Regions from separate parts of the Mus musculus genome. Here region 1 is linked to region 2. The links are chromatin contacts, called in public promoter capture Hi-C maps. All regions are on one chromosome and are shown on one strand. The core of a region is the stretch at or near the end of the contact, and the rest is flanking DNA. Distances in the headings are between cores, read along the strand shown.

Region 1 (2,700 bases), core at 175-2,674, 320 kb before region 2:
TTCTTTGAAGAATCCCTTCTCTTTGAAAAGTGCCCCCACCCCAGCACTTTAGAAAAATCCCTGCAAGGGGGGGGGGCAACATTTAGGATGTAAATAACTAAAATATATTAATTTTAAGAAAAAGAAAAATCCCTTGCTACCCCTAAGAATTAAGAGTCATACTGGCTTTTAGACATAGTGTGCCATTCTGCACCCAACCTGTTGAAGCATTTATGACTATTTAGTTTGTTTTAAGTATTTTTTATATGTATGAGTGTTTTCCTGATGTGTGTCAATGTACCACATGTGTGCCTGGTGCCCTGGAACTGGAGTTACAGACAGTTCAGAGATGCCATGTGGATGCTGGGAACTGAACCTGGGTCTTCTGCAAGAACAGCAAGCTCTTTTAACTGTGGAGCCATCTCTCCGGCTCCTCAATTATTTATATAACCCAACAAGAAAATGATCCTTAAAGGAACACCTTGTATGTAGGGTCTGATGGAGATAAACATGAGTAAACTGGCAACAAGGCAAAAAAATAAAATAAAATAAAATTCCAAAGGTCAAAGGTCATCCATTCAGCCCATTAATTGAAACTCAGAGCGCCAATGACGTTCTGTGGTGTGTAAGGCGGGTGGAGAAGCGGCAGCTACTGCAGGTGTCTTCTAGTTCAGGTCCCGATGCTCAGCAGAGGTTTGCAAATATCTGCCCTAGACAAATGATTATCGCACAGAGCAGGTTGCTCCCCCAAGCCTATAGAGTGAGCACTCCCCCCCCCCCTCCTCAACCCTTAACTGTTTGCCCTGAACTAGGTGTGAATTAACAGGAAAAGGAACCTTAGAAAAGACCCGGGAAGAGCTAGGCATGAACAGGGGAAGGTTCGAATCCACCATGGTTCTTCATCTGGACCTGGTAGCCCCAACTCCCAAGTCTCCACCTGTTCCTACTCCCTGCGAGCATCTCTGCTTCCCATGATAGCTGTTTGCAGGCTGCTTCCCGCAGTCTTCTTGCTCACAAAAGCATTAACCAGGATTTCAATAGAGTGAGCCAGGGGCTCCGTGTTTTCCTGGGGCATCAGTGAAAACTTTCAGCTTGTGTCGTTCCCCGCAGCAGACTGGATGCTGAGCGGCTGAATGGCACTTTGCCTTTTAGTGCCTGCTTGGCTCACTTAGGTGAATTATTGGTCAATTATTTTCTTCTTGCCCCCTTGCAACCATCAGCAAAGCTGTTCCTTGCCTCCAGTCAGAAGTAAGTGTAATGAACTAGGCCACTTAACTCCAAGACTTGACGACAAAATGTCCCGTGGACCTTGGGGTCTTCCGGGCTCTGCTCGCCGCCCCTCCCCCACTCTGTTCCCGATTTGGATCCAGCTGACTCCCTGCCTCCAGCCTGCCTCCTAGGACGGTCGCCAGGTCTGTTCTGTTTCTGGGGCTGGGTTGCCAGCTTAGTCAGACACCTCTTGCTTAATAGTTTCTTATGAAATCTGTCCACCCAAATTCTCACTGTTCTGTTCTGCCCACGTTGTCACAAATCCTTCAGCTCAGGTTCCTGTTCTCATTGTTGATGAGTTTCCAGGGCTTGCGCCAATGATTGCGGTCTCCTGTGGACGCCTCTGCAGCCCGAGCATCCTCAATAGGGGCTTCCCCCAGCCACGGCCACGACTCTGCTCAGTTGCTGGGGCTTTCTTCTTCAGTTGAAGCTTACGCTCAGCGCTCAAACCTTTGCAAAAGGAGATAAGTCTACGTGAAAATAAAATGGAAGGATCGTATTTATTATGAATGTCTTAAAAAATATTGACATGAGTCACAGGACACAAAATGTGAGATGGCCTTGCAGGTTCACATAGCTTGGTTTTATTCTATGGGCCCTGTTCACAATTTAACTGACGCGTTTGAACCCGGTGAGCACATTCGATTGAAATATTTAATTGATTTATTTTTATTTCTTTACTTTTGCAGTTATGGAGACCAAATCCAGGGCTGTGTGCATGCTAGCCGGGCAAGCACTCTCCCACTAAGCTATCCATCTTGGATTTTTATTTGATTTTTAAAATTGTGTTTCTTATCACTGTGTCATCATACACAAGAGGAAGCCAGAGGACAGCTTTGTGGGGTCGGTTCTCTCTTTTAAGAACTAAGTTCCTGGGGCAGGAGAAATGTCTCAATGGTTAAGAGCACTGGCTGCTCTTCCAGAGGTCCTGAGTTCAATTCCCAGCAACTACATGGTGGCTCACAACCATATGTAATGGGATCTAATGCCCTCTTCTGACATGCAGACAGAGTGCTCATATGCATAAAATAAATAAATAAATCTGGAAAAACAAAACAAAACAAAAACCTAAGCCCCTCAGGCTTTATCTGCTGGCCCATCTTACCAGCCCCATTTAAATGCCCAAATTCTTCCACAAAACCTGGTAAGTCCAAGAGGATACTTTATCTATAAGCAAATAAATTATGCATATAAAACATGAGACTGTAGGTTTTTGGTTTGAAGTCCTGCTTTTTGTTTTGTTTTTGAAAGAATATGTGTGTGTGTGTATATATATATATGTACTCTATTCAGACACACCAGAAGAGGGCATCGGGTCCCATTACAGATGGTTGTGAGCCACCATGTGGTTGCTGGGAATTGAACTCAGGACCTCTGGAAGAGCAGCCAATGCTCTTAACCACTGAGCCATCTTTCCAGCCTTGAGCTTCTGCTTTTTAAGGCAGATTTGTA
Region 2 (2,707 bases), core at 30-2,529:
TCCACGCGAGCACGCACCGACACATGTGCTCGCAGACCCAGCCCCTTTCCACGCACACGCGCGCGCGCGCGCACACACACACACACACACACACACACAAACCCGGAAGCGACACCCCCTTGCTTCCACTCCGCAGCCCATCCCCCCTGCTCCCCGCACCCCACTCCCAGCGCCCCCCACCCCACCCCAATTACACCACGACCGTCCGTCCACCCACGCTCCCGGGAACCCGCCTCCCCTAGCTCCGGGGTTTGCCCCGAGCGGCGGAGCCCAGAGAGGAAACAGGAAGAAGGAAGGAGGGCTGCGCAGGGCCTAGGCCTCTCCTGCGGCCCGGAGGTGAGGGGAAGCGGGCAGGCTCAGGCCTCCTCCCCGCGCCCGGACCGCACCAACCCCGCACCGCACCACCCCGCCCGGGCCTCACTTACTCGCCACCCGCGGGCCATCGAGTCCGCCGCCCGCGGTCGCCGCCCCCGGGACGCCCAGCTCCGGCTTCTTGGGCCCCGCGGGCGGCCCCGCTCCCCCGCCCGGGAGCGCTCCCGGAGGAAAGGCGGCCCCGGCCGCGGCCGCTAGCGCCAGCGGGACGCTGTTGCTATGGAGGCCAAGCCCCGGGGCCGCGCCGGCGGCTGGGTCCTCGTGCAGGAACTGACACTCCTCGCCGTAGAAGCACGTCTTGTCCTTGGCGTAGTAGCGGCAGTACTTGAGCTTCACGCCCGCCGCCGCCGCCGGCCCGCCGGGGACGCCCCCGACGCCCGACGAGGCCGCCACCGCCACCGCCACGGCCGCCGCCAGCGAGGACGACGACGGCGAGGCAGCGGCCGAGGGCGGCGGGAGGCCACCGCCGCCGCCACTGTTCATGGCCACGCCGCAGCCGCGTCCCCCGCCGCCACCATAGACGAGGGCGGGAAGGAGCCGCCGCCGGAGCCGGATGGAAGCCGGGCGGGCGGGTTGGGCCCCGCTGAGGGAGCCGGAGCCGCCCGGGGAGGGGGAAGGGCGGGCGGGCGGCGAGCAGGGATTCTCCCTCTCCCTCTCCGCTGTCCTTAAAGGGGCCGCGCGGGACGCCGCGGTGGGCGCGCGGCCGGGGCTGCGGGGAGAAACGACCCTGAGGCGGCGGCGACCGGAAGCTGTGGGGCAAAGGCACGGCGGGAGGGAGCCGCCGGTTTGTTTTTAAACTCTTGCCCTCCGCTCGCTCGTCGGCTCGCGCTCCGGGTCCTCCCGACTTGTTTATGCCATTTTCCTCTTCCTGAGACGCTCGCCGCCTCTGCGCCTGCGCGAGTGGCGCGGGGCCTTGTGGGTAGGAGGCCTGGCCCGGGGGTGGGGGACCGCAGGCGTGGCCCCCACGGGGCGTCCGCGAGCTGACCGGAGGCGGTTGCTTCAGCCCGAGCCCTCGGAGGGAGGCCTTCCCCACGGCGGCGGCGCCGAGGCTCTCACGAGACCCGGTGGTAGTCCGCTTGGAGGGGAAAACACAAAATGACAGTCCGTCTCAGGTCCTTGGAAGGGGACGCAGCCCAACCTCGCTCCCCGGAGAGGAGAGTTTGCTTCCGTTTGTCACGTTTCCTCTCCCTTTCCCTGTGCTCCGCCACCCCTCTAGCCTTTGTTTTTTTTTTTTTGTTTTTTTTTTTTAAATCCTCCCCCTCGAAGGTGATGGACTACTGGCCAGATAGCCTTAGCTTCTGGGCTCTTTGTCAAAAGATGGAGCCAGAACCCTGGATGCCACCAAACCCCTGCTTAGAGCAGCACCTGTTTCCTCCGCTTTGATGGCCCTCGGGATTTTTTTCTCTCAAAGGTGCCACCTGGGACAGTGCTACCTTGGCAGCACGGGAAGACCCAATTCCAAATGTGCTGGAATGTTTTCCTACTCTGCATTCGAAATTCACTTTTTAAAAAAAAGTTTTCCCCTCATTGATTTCCAATTTGCTCCCCCCACCACCACCTTTTTTTAAAGGGGAGAGGCGTGAAGACAATTGAACCGCAGTGAAGTGAAAAATTGATATTAGGGTTTTAGAAATCTTCTCTAAAAGATTTTCTCAAAAGACAAATCCCTGTTATGAAAAGGACGGGTGTGGGCAGCATTTAAGGAATCGTGGCAGCCTGACGAAGTCACAAAAGAATATATAAAGTTTCACACTGCCAAAAGGGTGAGGTTGAGATGCATGCTATATAGATCCCAATCTGGTAAGCCTAGTGATGCTGCCCAGGGAAATTCTAAGCTGCTATCTCTGCGTGGACGCAGTGTTCACTCATTTAAATATCCAACAGGTATTTGTTAATGTTAATTACATGTTCCCAAGGAGCTGGGGATGCAAAAGTTAACCAGATGCAGTCGGACCTGAATTCAGAGGGCTTATTTATCCTCCGGCTAATGAGGCATAAGATGTGAATTAGTGTCTAGTGTTAACATCAGCTGTTAGAGGGGATTTAAAGAGTTGAACTCCTACTGAGAACTGTTGGGGAGTGGGGAGAGTGTTTACAGCATCCTTGAATTCAGACCTGCCTTTGGAACCTGCTTGCTTCTCTGTGTCTCCTTTGTACATTTGAGATTAAGTAAGTATCCACTTCATAATGAGCGAAGTGGTTCATAAAAATGTCCCGTGTTTGGGAAGAATTCAATCTAGCACTTGCTTTTTATTGCTGCTAGGTGTGTAGAGAAAGAGCATTCTAGCCGAAGCTAACAGCTTGTGAAGGAGGTCTCCAGGTGAATGGGGGTAGG

The links. Promoter capture Hi-C pulls out the DNA fragments that hold promoters and counts their contacts.
Region 1: a contact with region 2 is called in a promoter capture Hi-C map of 3T3-L1-derived adipocytes, with 2.2 times the contacts expected there. The contact joins the enhancer-like site here to the promoter of Pan3 in region 2. A contact is called at or near these places in 4 of 39 promoter capture datasets (the 3T3-L1 cell line, 3T3-L1-derived adipocytes, the HPC-7 cell line and 1 more), 1 of 484 Hi-C or Micro-C datasets (bone marrow-derived DN2 thymocytes), 2 of 115 datasets of contacts at active chromatin or transcription factors (bone marrow-derived macrophages and stem cell-derived neural progenitor cells) and 1 of 9 other capture datasets (liver).

Annotation. Positions count from the first base shown.
Region 1 is chr5:147,747,020-147,749,719 of GRCm38.p6, reverse strand. All of the region lies in intron 1 of Gm35541 (a long non-coding RNA gene), which reads left to right. Among named protein-coding and RNA genes, the nearest start is that of Gm35541, 4.8 kb to the left of the region's middle. Within about 2 kb of position 1,424, at least 75 of the 459 cell types and tissues checked have an H3K27ac peak or open chromatin away from gene starts, as enhancers often do. A contact at or near this core is called in 3T3-L1-derived adipocytes, bone marrow-derived macrophages, liver and 1 more, where this site is marked.
Region 2 is chr5:147,428,728-147,431,434 of GRCm38.p6, reverse strand. It overlaps Pan3 (PAN3 poly(A) specific ribonuclease subunit), which reads right to left and starts at 1,279. Exons shown (of 19, transcript NM_028291.5): 1 at 426-1,279. The coding sequence starts at 855.